2 separate regions of the Danio rerio genome follow, and region 2 is linked to region 1. A link is a contact called in public HiCAR-type data. All regions are on one chromosome and are shown on one strand. Each heading gives the region's core, a stretch centred on a gene start, on an enhancer-like site or on the middle of the called end of the contact. The rest is flanking DNA. Distances are from core to core; before and after follow the strand shown.

What was found. HiCAR-type assays count read pairs that join an accessible place to other places.
Region 2: a HiCAR-type map of caudal fin shows a contact between it and region 1, with 11 times the contacts expected there. The contact joins the promoter of zdhhc13 here to the promoter of btr07 in region 1. A contact is called at or near these places in 4 of 18 Hi-C or Micro-C datasets (caudal fin, embryo and hematopoietic stem cells) and 2 of 4 datasets of contacts at active chromatin or transcription factors (caudal fin and embryo).

Annotation. Positions count from the first base shown.
Region 1 is chr7:16,235,718-16,243,467 of GRCz12tu, reverse strand. It overlaps btr07 (bloodthirsty-related gene family, member 7), which reads left to right and starts at 5,050. Exons shown (of 9, transcript XM_073908142.1): 1 at 5,050-5,074; 2 at 6,148-6,227; 3 at 6,902-6,982. The coding sequence starts at 6,922. LOC137496158 (a long non-coding RNA gene) reads right to left here and starts at 6,210. Exons shown (of 8, transcript XR_012383202.1): 1 at 5,827-6,210.
Region 2 is chr7:16,509,365-16,517,114 of GRCz12tu, reverse strand. It overlaps zdhhc13 (zDHHC palmitoyltransferase 13), which reads right to left and starts at 2,332. Exons shown (of 17, transcript NM_001008650.3): 1 at 2,230-2,332. The coding sequence starts at 2,253. The region is part of intron 2 of LOC141375331 (a long non-coding RNA gene); the gene reads left to right.

The sequences.
Region 1 (7,750 bases), core at 3,801-6,300:
TAGGAATTGAGTTTGAGACCACTGCTCTAGCACTTAATGTATCATTTTCTTTTTAAGGTCCAGATCAAAGGGACAAAGCGGACCAAAATGCAAGTGTAAACAAACGGTAAAATGTATTAGATAAGCTGTTGGGTGCTTTAAATATAAGGGCTAGAAAGATTTAAGCACTTTAATGGCCATGCCAAATTCCAGCATCTGGCTGCTAGATGGCACTTGCATTCAAATAATTCAACTTTCCATTTTAGCCCAATCTGGAGCAGAGCACAATATATTCAGTAGTAATTTGCTTAATTTAGGTTTATTCATTCTATATCAATCTTTCTACTAGAGCTAAAGTTTACTAAGCTTCAATTGATTACTAAACAGCAAGCACAAAAGATGCAAAAGGGACAATACCTTTGCTGCATTCAGTGTCTGAATTCAATCTTTCAAATGGACTATATATAATTGATCTAATGTGGAGAACAGGGAATGAAGTACAGGGGCAGTTTTGAACACAGCCAGGGTCTATTTTTTGCCCATTTGATCATCTGCCAAGTGAAAATCATAAATCAGTTAAACAGCACGCCTCTGTTCTTTGCAACAACAAAAAAAGGAAAAAGAAAATTGTTATTTATTCATGTCCTTGTGGTTCCAGTTGTGTTTGACTTTCTTTTTTAATCCATTAACATTATTTGACTTATTACATTAACTAACAATAAAAAATATTAAACTATATAAAGAATTATACATTTAACACCTGCATCATTTGGGATGCATCTTTATAACAAAAAATAGCATGTGTAATGCATCAACATTTAAATATATATAAATGCATAACTTATATATGAAGAGTTCATCTGAAAGTTTCTTTTAAATTGAACATTTTTCTAAGGCTCCTGTATGTAGGTTCAGTAATTTTACTTGTATGGTGAAAAAAAGTTGTTTTTTCATTGCCTTTAATGTGAAATATATGAACATAAACATGTCTGAGAAGGCTGAGAAAAATGCTAATTTTAAGGAAAAAAAGGTTTTATATTTGAACTCTTCATATACACTAACCGGCCACTTTATTAGGTGCATCTTGCTAGTTCTGGGTTGAGCCCTATTTTTGCATTCAGAACTGCCTTAATCCTTAATGGCATAGATTTAACAAGGTACTGGAAATATTCCTGAGATTTTGGTTCTTATTGACATTATAGCATCACGCAGTTGCTCCAGATTTATCGGCTGCACATCTATGATGTGAATCTTCCGTTCCACCCCACATCCCAAGGGTGCTCTATTGGATTGAGGTCTGGTGACTGTGAAGGCCATTTGAGTATAGTAAACTCATTGTCATGCTCAAGAAATCAGTCTGAGATGATTCTCACTTTATGACATGGCGCGTTATCCTGCTGGATTTGGCATGTGCGAATTGTAGCCTCAGTTTCCTGTTCTAGCCCATCCAAGATTCGTGTTGTGTGTTTAGAGATGATCTTCTGCATTCCTCGGTTGTAACGAGTGGTTATTTGAGTTACTGTTGCCTTTCTACCAACTGGAACCAGTCTGGCCATTCTCCTCTGACCTCTTGAATCAACAAGGCATTTGTGCTCACTGGTAATTTTCTCTTTTTCTGACTATTCTCTTTAAACCCTAGAGATGGTTGTGCGTGAAAATCAGCAGTTTCTGAAATACTCAGACCAGCCCGTCTGACACCAGCAACCATGCCACGTTCGAAGTCACTTAAATCACCTTTCTTCCCCATTCTGAGACACTGCTTGCTGCAGAGCCACTTGGTCTCCAATGAGGGGGAGCTTGAGCTCCAACTCCTCCTCCTGTAAGCTTTTTTAATGCGTACACCCACCCCACCTCTAACCCCAACCCCCAGTGCATCACTTGTAGAAGAAGTGCAAGGAAAGAGGAGCTGGAGCTCAAGCTCGCCCTTGCTGGAGCTCAGCTCTGCCCAAGTGGCTCTACAGTGAGTACCATTTGCCCATTCTGATGCTCGGTTTGAACTGCAGTAGACCATGTTGACCATGTCTACACGCCTAAATGCACTGAGTTGCTGCCTTGTGATTGGCTGATTGGAAATTTGCATCAACAAGCAGTTGGACAGTTGTACCTAATAAAATGGCCGGTTAGTATATATCATAAATAGACAATATTCAGGATAATAAGGAAAGCTCTATGTGGTCTGTTTTTACACAATGTCAGTGTTTATGGGTTTATTAAAACTAGATAAAATGCTAAAAATAATGTTTTCTAAGATATTAATGACTAGTGCATTGAGAAAAACCCCAAAAATACAATAGGCACATCAGTTTTGTCGGATTCTCTTCTTGCCAGAATCTTCTCTATTCTCTGCAAGCTCTAATACTTATGGCTATGTGGTTTTGCAAGCTCATTTAATAAAGGGAATCATGGGGGAATGTGAAAAGGGGACAGCAAGATGGCAGAAGAGGAGGAAATGCTGCTGATGGGAACCTGAGACGGTGCCCTTCCATTCACTCCGGTATCACTGTAACACATCATCCAATTTTTCGAGAGCCAGAGAGGGGAATGGGCCTGCATTTACATAATGCTGCGTCCTCACTATTTTAATTCAGTTCAAGCGCAGCCATGTGTGTGTATGCCACCGCTATTGCTGTTTGCGTGAGTGTGTAGCTGTGTGTTGTTGCAGGGCTCTTCAATCCTAATGCTAGATGAACTCTCAGATAAGTTGAGCATATAGTGCTCTTCAGATGAAGTGCTGCCTTAGAGAGATGAGCATGTGCTGCCAACATATTTTCCACTGCATTATTAAACAGCCAATACTATGGAACAACTTGATACCATGACATAAATTAGGCCTGATTGAAAGATAAAATAATGATTAATATGGATTATGGATATGGATAGTCATAAACTGTCAAACATTCGTGTGCTTTGACTGTTTTTGTTATCATGAGCTGATATGAGATGCTGACAGTATGATAATCTTAGAAAAAAATATCACGATATCATGATATTGTGCTTACTGCTCTACAATATGTTCTTTTTAAATGTCTGGGTAAAAAACAACTACTTTATGACCTTAATAAAATTTATAAACTAAATAAAATAGTCGCAAAAAACACATACCACCATAGGAATGGTATAACAAAACAAAAAAAAAAAACAGCAGTAATAAAACCTTGTTTTTGCAAATTGCTGTAAACCTTGAAGCTGAATATGATCTAATGAATAAATAATTCTAATGATAAGAAAAATTTTCACCTTATAACTAAGAGCAGTGTATGAATTATACATTGACGATCGGGAGGTCAATCAAATCAAATCAAATCAAATCAATCAAATTCATTCATTTATTTTCTTTTCGGCTTAGTCCCTTTATAAATCTGGGGTCGCCACAGTGGAATGAACCGCCAACTTATCCAGCATATGTTTTAAGCATATGGCCTTCCAGCTGCAACCCATCTCTGGGAAACATCCATACACTCTCATTCACACTTTAGTTTACCCAGTTCACCTGTATCGCATGTCTTTGGACTGCAGGGGAAACCGGAGCTCCTGGAGGAAACCCACACAAACGCGGGAGAACATTTAAACTTCACACAGAAATGCCAACTGACCCAGCCGGGGCTCGAACCAGCAACCTTCTTGCAGTGAGGCAACAGCACTACCACCGCTTCGCCATGAATCAGATTTATGAAAGTATTTATATTACATCTAATTTATTAATAAAATTTATACGTTTTCAGTGTTTTGAGGCATACTGTATAGCGACTATTTTAGAGGTTACTCTAGGTCAAACTATACAAACTCTATTTTTTCTTCTTTTTTTTTGGCTACATGCAGATTTTACAAGAAACATGTTTTGTGAATACTTAAGATGTCTATTGGTGCTCTGAAACTGCCAGTTTTAGACTGTTGAATGATATTTTTACTAGCATTGATTGGCGCGATTATGTATAGAAGCCAAAAATAAATAAATAAATAAATAAATACAATTTTTAGAAAAATTATAAGGTCAGAATTCTGATTTATAAAATCAGAATTGCAAGTTATTAAGTCTATTTTCTGAGTTATAAAGGCAGAATTGCAGGTTGTTAAGTCTGAATTCTGAGTTATAATATCGCAATTCTGAGTTATTAAGTCAGAATTCTTAGATGTGAAGGCGGAATTGCAAGTTAATAAGTCTGAATTCTGAGTTATAAAGTCACAATTCTGAGTTATTTTATCAAAATTGCAAGTTATTAAGTCTGAATTCGCGATGCGGTGGTGCAGTAGGTAGTGCTGTTGCCTCACAACAAGAAGGTCGCTGGTTCGAGCCTCAGCTGGGTCAGTTGGCATTTCTGTGTGGAGTTGCATGTTCTTCGGGTTCCTCCGGGTGCTCCGGTTTCCCCCACAGTCCAAAGAAATGTGGTATAGGTGAATTGAGTAGGCTAAATCGTCCGTAGTGTATGAGTGTTCATTCATTCCGCTAGGGACTATAAGCCGAAAAGAAAAAGTATGATTCCATAAAAAAGTCTAAATTCTGAGTTATAAAGTCAGAATTAGAAGTTATAAAGTTAAAATTCTGAGTAATAATGTCGCATTTTCGAGTTATTCTGACTTTATAACTTGCAATTCTGACTTTCATTCATTTATTTTCTTGTTGGCTTAGTCCCTTTATTAATCTGGGGTCGCCACAGCGGAATGAACCGCCAACTTATCCAGCAAGTTTTTACGCAGAGAATGCCCTTCCAGCCGCAACCCATCACTGGGAAAGAAATTCTGACTTCATAACTTGCAATTCTGACTTAATCATTTTTATTTTATTTATTTTTTCTTCTTCTTATTTTTTATTCAGTGGGAGAAACGAGCTTCCATAATTGTGCATTCACAATTGTATAAACTGTTGTAGGGGATCAATGTATATTTATATTATACATTTTTAATTATTAATAATTAAAGATATAGATCAGAGAAAGCTATTTCTTACTATTAAGAAGCCACTGAAACTAATCACAGAGCCTGATATAGGTACTTCGAATCATCTTGACCGTCAGTCAATATGCTCACATTCAAAATATATGCTTGTCTGTCTTGTTTTAAAAGGTTTGGTTTAATCATGTGACTGAATTAAACATAGGTAAGCATCTGCTATATTTAGCCATTTCAATTTCTGTCAGCTTCGCGTTTAATTGAAGAATTAATAAACTATTATGGATCAGAGCAATGTTTTGTGAGTAACTGTTACATTTTGTCGTATGTAGCCGTGTAATAAACAGGATAAAGAACATCAAGGACTGGGTTTACATAGAACAAAGCCCTTCAGACTTATACCACATAAGCCTGTCAGGTTTTATTTCACGATAACAATCTCCTGGATGTGCTTTATATGCTGTATATAAAATATCAAGATACACAATATGTTTTTATTATTATTTTCAAAAATGTGTTTTCTGGGTTATGTTAACACTAAGTCCAAGATGGATGCACATTAAAAATAAATTAGACCTCACAATGTGTCAAACCCCCTTCCTTACATCTTATTTTTATGTCCTTCAGGGGGGATCAAGCGTTAATTAGGGGGTCAACCCCCTTAAACTTCACACTTGGACATTGAACAACATTCAAATAATAGTAAAGAAGAAAAAGAGAAACAGCTAAAGCATCTCTAGTTCAACAAATTCAATAAACTGGGGTCAGTTTGACAGTGAAAACACATACTTTTGCGCCACCTGCTGTCGAAAAAGATTTGCACATTGCTTCTCAAAACTCACACAATTACTTGTACTAATTATATTTTAGTTAGGCCTATTAAATGTTAACGTTAAAAGACAACACAAAACAATCAGGATTAGCCTATCATTTATCAACAAAGAAAAATGTCATACTCACATAAATCTGTCATGAAGCGATATCAAATGATGCATCATGGGCTGAAGATCGCTTGTAGGATGTTGTAGTTGTTATTTCCAAGTTTAAAACTTAATTTTCCGAGTTATCTGTAATGTAGCGTAAGCTAACAAAAACAAACCACGTCAGGCACGTCATCATCATGCCTCGCGCGCTTCTCGACACAGAGTTTAAATGCAGAGATTTCGACAGGCCTAACTTACATTAATTATACTCATAGCACACAAGAATAAACTTTTTTTTTCACGAGGAAAGCAAAAACATTTGACATTTTATTACATTTCATTTTATTCCTCTCTTTAGAGCAGTTAAGTGTCCACAAGAGGGAGGCAACATACAAGCTTCACCAGCTACTGTAGCTACATTGAGCTTTTCCTGCAAAGGTATGGGACTTCAAATAATACATATTCTTAAGGGATGTTTAGTACATCAAGCAAATACTGATATTTAAGATAGGTGTTTATAATTCTAATGCCATCCTGTCATAGACGAAGCAGTATTCATATGTCTTAATAGCATTTGAGCTTGTGATTTATGTAATACACCATAAAACTGCGCACAAAGACACCTGATTCAAGGTCAAAGTCTTACACACAACATGGTTCTGAAGGACAGTTTAATTTGCCTTTGCTTTTGAAGACAATCGACATCCATCGTTTTAAAAGGTTTGTGAAATTCTCTACATGTATGTACATGCTTAAAGAAGTATCTAGTTCCTCTAAAGTTTGTATTTTAGTTTGGTCACAATCAAACATTGTAAATTAGACGATAAAATTGAATGCAATGAATACCAGAATATTTTAATAATGTAATGAATTCATCAGAACTCTAGCGGGTTTTTTTTTTCCTTTGTTTTTTTCTAACATAAGAGCTGTATATTATGGTCAGTTTTAGATCCTAATGATTTACATTCCATTAAAGCATTACTTTCACTCACTTTACTGCAATTTATATCAAGCTTCTAGGCTATTTTACCAGAATAGCTTTAAAATATCTATTCAATGGCTTGACTTTACTTGATTTGTAATGAAATGTGTTGTGTAACTTTTTTCAAAAGGCTGAAAGAAAAGAAGAACAATGACAGGATTACTTCAAGCACAAAAACTCAAACTCAAAGACAGTATGGATGAGCCTCCATGTAAGTGAAAAACAAAATGACTGAATAAATATAGAAATCTAAGCATTTAATTACAGCCTCAAGTCTTTTTGAGTATGATGATACAAGCTTGGCACGCCTATTTTTTAACAGTTTCTAAAACCTTATCATGTTGGATGGAGAGTGCACAGCCATTTTCAGATCTTTCAAATGATGTTTAAACAGGTTCAAATCTGGGCTCTGGCTAGGCCACTCAAGGACATTCACAAAGCTGTTCTGTAGCAACTCTTTTATCTTGGCTTTGTGCTTAAGGTCACCGTTCAGTTGATAAATGAATGGCTCGGAGGTCCAAAGCATTCTGGAGCAGGCTTTCTCTAGAATGACTCTGTACATTGCAGCATTAATCTTTTCTTTATTTCTGACTAGTCTCCCAGTTCCTGCCTCTGAAAAACATTCCCAAAACTGATGCTGCTACCACCGTTTTGATAATATCAAAAGAGACTTGAATCTTTATTTTATCAGACCAGAGAATTGAGGTTTTTTTTGTGTGGTCTCAGAGTCCTTCAATCACCTTTTGGCAAACTCTAGCCGAACTGTCAAAGAATTTAGCCACTCTAGTTCTTTGTTGGACGGCTGCAGAGATGGTTGTTCTTCTGAAAGGTTCTCCTCTCTCCACAGAGAAAAGCTGAAGATTTTCTTTATGTACCCTTTCCCAAATCTGTACCTAGATACAATACTGTCTCAGTGGTCTATCCACTGTTCCTTGGATTTTGGTGCTTGGTTTGAGCTCAAACAGTGCATCTAGAAGTT
Region 2 (7,750 bases), core at 1,083-3,582, 280 kb before region 1:
ACAGTCCAAAGACTTGCGGTATAGGTGAATTAGAAAAACTAAATTGACTGTAGTGTATGAATGTGTGTGTGAATGAGAGAGTGTGTACATTATATTGTGTGAATATAAACATGGATTAACATAAACAAAAAAAAAAAAACATTCATGTTGTGCAGTAAAATAATTTTATCCTATGTTTACAGAGCTTTAATAGTAAGGTTGTGGATTAAGCACCTATTTCTCAAACAAAAATAAATAAATAATCTACACTATGAACACAAATAGTAGTTTAATTTATGTCGCATTTTTGATCAGCATCATGAACTAATGATATTTGACTAAATTGACCCCTGACAGAAAGACTCCTGCTATATGAGTCAAATGGTGTAACCAGTTACACCCCTTGACATTTCAACTTAAAATGAAATTTGACAGGCATTATCAATAACATCTATGTAAGCACATGGGCTTGGTGGGAATATTTCAAATTTAACTTTTAAATATAATACTTATTTTTATAATTATGAACAATTATCAGTGCATTTCTGGGGTCTTACCATTTGACATGCATATCTAAGAATAGCTGACCATACCTTAAAAAGGTCAAAGTATCTCACATTTTAAAAAGAGTTACTAACCTTTGCATGCAGTAATTAGTCTTATCAAGAGTTCTTCTCTGTGATTCAATTTCCTGTCTAACTGTCTTGTGCACAATATTAACAAAATGGCTCAATAAATGGTGGTTACACCATCTTGACATTTCAGAAATTTGAGGTGACAGAAAAAATTCCCCAAATGAATTATAATATTTAAAACAATTGTGCTATATTTACCTTTATTTACTATTAAATATGTCTAATGTAAAATTATGCCAGACTAGCCGATACAATGTTTCATTGAGGCTTTCACATTTTTTAAACAAGGTAAACTATTTGGTACCAATTTTTTTTGGTTACACCACATTGACATTCTTGCAATAATCCCCTAAAAATTTTCTTAAAATGGATTAAAACCAAAAAATTAAACTTGGTCCTCAAAATAGAGAATGTATGCAAGTAATTTGCTTATTTATTTTGAAACTGTAACCTACTTGAATTTATTTAAAAGACATGGACACAAAAAAATGAGCGTCACGTCATTGACCCATATACATATATACATATATACATATATATATATATATATATATATATATATATATACATATATATATATATATATATATATATATATATATATATATATATATATATACATATACATATATATATATATATATATATATATATATATATATATATATATATATATATATATATATGGTTTTTTTTCCTGCTGGAGATATTGTTGTCCTAAAAAAACAACCACAAAAAAATGTAAATAAAAAAAACTTACACATACCTAAGGAACCTTTTTCAAACCGTGGTATACCTTGAAAACGGTTATCGTCCCATGCCTAATCTCATTACATTACTTTTAAAACTGTAACACCTAATGCACATTTGTAAATTAAAACAATTTTTAGTAAACATAAACTAGTATGGTAAGCACTTGTCGGAAATATTTTTGTTGCATCAAAAAGTGGGCTAATGACAACCATCCAACAAGCTAAATTTAGTGCTTAAAAGGTCACTAAAATGCAGCATTTGAACCTCATAATTAGATTGTAACTTAGACCTCATAATTATTAATAGAAAATGAGGCGAATGACTGCGAAAAGGTCCACTTTTTGAGAAAAAAAAGAACCACCCATTTTAATAGACTGGCTATGGGCATACAGAAGTAACGTTACATTCAAGTGTGTTCAACTCATAAACTATCAAACCTGAGGACAGAATATGATAAGGCTAGTCATGTGGTTTCAACATGGCTGTGTCCATAAGAGAGTAAAATTAAATATTTTCAAGACTAGCAGGTAACAGGCTTTATGTCAGATAGGTATTTTAATTACAATTAAGTTACGTGTTTGTCTTGGAGTATGACACTTTAAATTTAGCAATTATTAATTTGAGAGCACAATTGTCAGAAATATAATTTAGTGTATGCTTCAGGTAAACAAATTGTTTGTTCTAGTGATGGTTTAAACTCTGAATCGTCCAGTGATCTAAAAACAGGATTTAGACCCCCATTAATAAACGTAACGTTACACACAGGTGATCAGTTAGCAATAGATGCTAAGTTAGCTTAACCGGTCTTATAAATCCATTAAAAGACAAAACAAAAGAGCACATAAATGATTTTCCCCCTTACTCCGTCTCCTTCTGACCAGTCCATCACTTCTGTACGAGGTTATCCGTGATTTACCATCAAGATTTACTCTGACAGAAACTGAAGTCGGGTGTGCGGTCGGTGCATCTTCCACTTCCTGGATACGAGTGACAAAAAAGTCTGCGTTCTGATTGGCCGCTTCGTCTCAGTGACGCTGAGGGTTACCTTATTTGCATTTCCTGACATACTTGCACTCAAGCGCGAATGCTAATGATAATCTGCATTTATTTATGATTTATGTCCAGATGATTAATTTATTCTAGATTTTCGGTTTCACATACACATGAACATTCATGAGATTTCATGAGATTTCCTGATTTCCTGGAGCTAAGGATTTTAGCACACGCTTCTTCTAACCAGACATACTGGGAATATTTCTAAAAATTTCTTCCATAGTATTTGTGTTTCCTACTATGAATGTTAATGGGCAATAATTGTTTAGCTTTCTTTAGAATATCTGCGTTTTTTTATTTGTGTTCAATAGAAAAATAAAACAGAAAGGTTGAATCCAATGGAGGGGGAATAAACAGTGTGCACGTTTTTATTTTGGTGTAAACTATATGAATAAAAAGCCAATATTTCAAATTAAATGAATAATACACCCAAAAACTCTAATAACCTCATTTTTTCTTTCTCACATGGTTTTAAACTTCTATACGTTTCATTTTTCTGTTGATCTTAAAAGAAGATTGTTTGAAGAATGCTGATACCCATCAACTTCCACTGTAGGTCAAAAAGGTTACGATGGAAGTCACTAAGAAAAACTAAAATAATAACGATAATCTGCATTTATTTTAGCACACGATTCAAGCCAGATATTGTAGGAATATTTCTAAATATTTTTCCATAGTAATTGTTTTTCATACTATGAATGTTAATGGTTAATATATTAATAGGTTTTAAAACAATGGAGGGTGATTAAACAGTGTGTACATTTCTGTTTTTGTGAAAACTATATCAATTTAAAACTAATATTTCAAATTAAATGGATAATACACCCATTCATTTATTCTTCCTCACATTTTAAACTTCTATGAGTTTCTTTCTTCTGTTGATCACAAAAGAAGATATTTTGAAGAATGCTGATACCCATCGACTTACAATTGTAGGACAAAAAAAGTTACTATGGAAGTCACTGAAAAAATAATTGAATAATAAAGATAATTTGCATTTATTTTAGCACACGCTTCTTCTAGTCAGATATATTGGGAATATTTGTTTCATAGTATTTGTTTTCCTACTATGGATGTTAATGATTAATAAATAAAACTAAAAGGTTTGAATCCAATTGAGGGTGATTCAGTAGTGTGTACATTTATTTTTTATTTTTTTGGTTGAAACTATAGAAATAATAAACTAATATTTCAAATTAAATGGATAGTACACCCAAAAAAAATGTTTATTCTTCCTCACATGGTTTTAAACTTCTATAAGTTTCATTTTTCTGCTGATCTTAAAAGAAGATAATTTGAAGAATGCTGATACCCACCGACTGCCATTGTAGGACAAAAAAGTTACTATGGAAGTCACTGAGAAAAACTAAAGTAATAACGATAATCTGCATTTATATGAGCACACGCTTCAAGCCAGATATAATGGGAATACTTCTAAATATTTGTTCCATAGTAATTGTTTTCCTTACTATGAATGTTAATGGTTAATAGATTAAAATGCTTGAATCCAATGGAGGGTGATTAAACAGTGTGTACATTTTAGTTTTTGTGTAAACTATATAAATTAAAAACTAAGATTTCAAATTAAATGGATAATACACCCATAATTCATTTATTCTCCCTCACATGGTTTTAAACGGTTTGATTCATCTGTTGATCACAAAAGAAGATATTTTGAAGAATGCTGATACCCATCAACTTACAATTGTGGGACAAAAAAGTTACTATGAAAGTCACTGAGAAAAACTAAAATAATAATGATAATCTGCATTTATTTTAGCACACGTTTCAAGCCAGATATTGTAGGAATATTTCTAAATATTCATCACTGTCCCCCTGGCCAGGAGTCATACTCATACAAAAAGAAATGCAGATTATCTTTACATCAAATTCACGCTGTGTGTGCGTTACATACCTGTTCAACTTGCTGTTCCAGTTCAGTTTCACAATGTGAAAGCCACATAAATGTGAATGAGATTCCTTTTAGCCATTGTTTAAATTTGTGAAGTAACACATCTATTCGAAGCATTGCAGCTTTATGCAGAGCTAACAATAATGGGCATTGTTTGTACATGTATCATGCAAATACAATGTTTGTAGACGTTTAATGAGGTTGACCTTATTTTTACTAACCCTTTAACATTACGGATAGCCTACTAAAGGCACATGTCATAAAAAAATTAACTATTTTGCTGTTATTGAAACACCAGAGCTTTTGTGGTTTTTGGATTCTAAATTAAATAAATGTGATTTTATACACAGAATTCACATAATATCCAGGTGAGGTTCTTCAACTAATTATTCTGACCATTTCATAATAATAATAATAATATTAATATTAATAATAATAATTCATTTTGTTTTTGGCTTACTCCCTTTATTAATCAGGGAACACTATAGACGAATGAACCACCAACTTATCCAGCATATGTTTTACGCAGCAGATGCCCTTCCAGCTGCAACCCATCACTGGGAAACACACATACACTTTCATTCACACACACACTACAGACAATTTAGCTTACCCAATTCACCTATAGTGCCTGTCTTGGACTTGTGGTGGAAACCGGAGCACCTGGAGGTAACCTACACCAACACGGGGAGTACATGCAAATATAATAATATTGATAATACATTTGATCCATAATAGCCCTTTCTTAAACAATATAATATGTAATCATATGCCTAAAATTACAGCAAAAAAGTGTATTTTTTTATTTTGTCCTCCAACATTGACAATGCGAATGCATATGCAGTAATGTTTGAATGATGCATATGTAAAATGTATGCAAACATAATGTATATATGTTCATGTCCTACTTGAACATGGCCAGACTGGTTCAAGATGATAGAAAGGCAACAGTAACTCGTTGCCACCCAAGGCATGCAGAAGAGCATCTCTGAACACACAACACGTCTAACCTTGAGGCAGATGGGCTACAGCAGCAGAAGACCACACCAGTGTCACTCCTGTCAGCTAAAAACAGGAAATTAAGGCTACAATTAGCACAAGTTTACTAAATATGGACAATAGAAGATTGGAAAAACGTTGCCCGGTCTGATGAGTATTGATTTCTGCTGCAACATTCGGCTAGTAGGGTCAGTATTTGGCGTCAACAACATAAAAGCATGGATCCATCCTGCCTTGCATCAACGGTTCAGGCTGCAGGTGGTGTAATGGTGCCCTCTGATGGCTACTTCTAGCAAGAACACGCACCATGTCATAAATCACAAATCATCTCATACTGGTTTCTTGAACATGACAATGAGTTCACTGTACTCAAATGGCCTCAACAGTCACCAGATCCCAATACAATAGAGCACCTTTGGGATGTGTTGGAATGGGAGATTCACATCATGGATATGCAGCCGACAAATCTGCAGCAACTGCATGATGCTATCATGTCAATATGGAGCAAAATCTCTATCCAACCTGGTTCTAGTAAGGTGTACCTAATAAAGTGGCCAGTGAGTGTAAAACAGTAGGCTGAGTCATCCTAACTAAATTAAAATACAGCTTGATTAAAATATGTCAAACAAGAGGTTTGGTATAAAAACCTTATTTCTTTTTACAGTGACTGGCATTTTAAGGGGAGTCTTCTGCACAGTAAAATGTATGATAGACAATAAATCATACATTTAAATACAAATTAAATGTATGATAAAAATAGAATAAATGTGCTTCCATTTAATTTATTACAACTGCACTTTCTTTTTATCCGTTTTAATCTTTCACATTTAACCCATATTTACATTATTTATGAATCTATAGCCGTCTTTACACAGCTAATTTAAGGCAGCCCTAATGCAGGTCTGTGTTTATTCAGCATTTAATGTAAAAAAACTATATGCAGCATTATTCAATCTGCATATACACACATTTTGTATAAGATATAGACCTATATACACTATATTTGCATATATTTACATATGCATCACTCATATGCATAAATTACTACATATGCATTTGCATTGTCAATGTTAGAGGACAAAAAGAAAATACAGTTGTTGGTTTTTTGGGTGATTTTAGTCATAGTGGGATATACAAAAAACATATTGACTGTTGGGAGGGAAAAAAAAAGCTGGTCAGGGCAATCTCACACTGACCAAGTTTATGTGGCAACATGTTGTAAAGCTTTAGCAGACCGGGTACAGATGCAAGCTGAGACAATGCTTTTATTGCACACACTTAACTTCGACCCTAACCCTACCCCTCACAGGGACATAACCTGATCTATTGAGTGCATGTGTCTGAGATTGCATCCAGTTGAATTGAGATTATACAGCCCTGGGAGTTTAACAAACTTATTTCTGAAAGCTTTTTAGTCAGTTTTTTCACCTATAAGATTCGTTAAAATAGAATTTTTTTTAACTAAGACCTATTTGAAAAGTATCTAGCCTGATGTTTGCCTGATTTAAACGTTAATTCCAAGAAACAGGGCCTATAGTGACCACAAGATGGCAGCAAATCCTGTCAGTTACTAATAGAAGCCCCTCAGTTAGGAAAAGCCGCTCACAGCATTTGTTGGGAGAACAGAACTATTGATTATGTTTCCACAGATCAATCAAAGCCTGAGGAGATCCATCACTTCACACTCCTGTGAACAACTGCTTCCAAACCACAATCATCTGGAATTGAACCAGGGACAGAGAAATTACACAGTATCTATCTATCTATCTATCTATCTATCTATCTATCTATCTATCTATCTATCTATCTATCTATCTATCTATCTATCTATCTATCTGTCTGTCTGTCTGTCTGTCTGTCTGTCTGTCTGTCTGTCTGTCTGTCTGTCTGTCTGTCTGTCTGTCTGTCTGTCTGTCTATCTATCAGTCTGCCTGCCTGCCTGCATGCATGCATGCATGTCTGTCTGTTTTTCTGTCTGTCTGTCTGCCTGCCTGTCTGTCTGTCTTTTTGCCATCTATCCATCCATTTATGTATCTGTCTGTCCATCAATTTATCTGTCTCTGTGTCCGTTTGTCCATATGTTCATCCCTCCATCGGTCTATCCACTCATCCATCTGTACATTTATCTGTTTTTCTATTGATCTATACATCCACCCATCCCGCTTTTCTGCTGTCCATCAATTCACCCATCCATCCATCCATCCATCCATTTGTCTGTCCATCAGTCCACCCATTCATCTATTTGTTTATTTATCTGTACATCTGTCCGTTTAATTGACATATATCCATCTGTCCATCCATCCATCTGTCTATCATCCTTTTGTCCATCTAGCCATCCATTTATCAATTCATTTATTTGTCTGTCCATCCATCTTTGTCTCTTTGCCATCCATCCATCCATTTACATATCTGTCTGTCT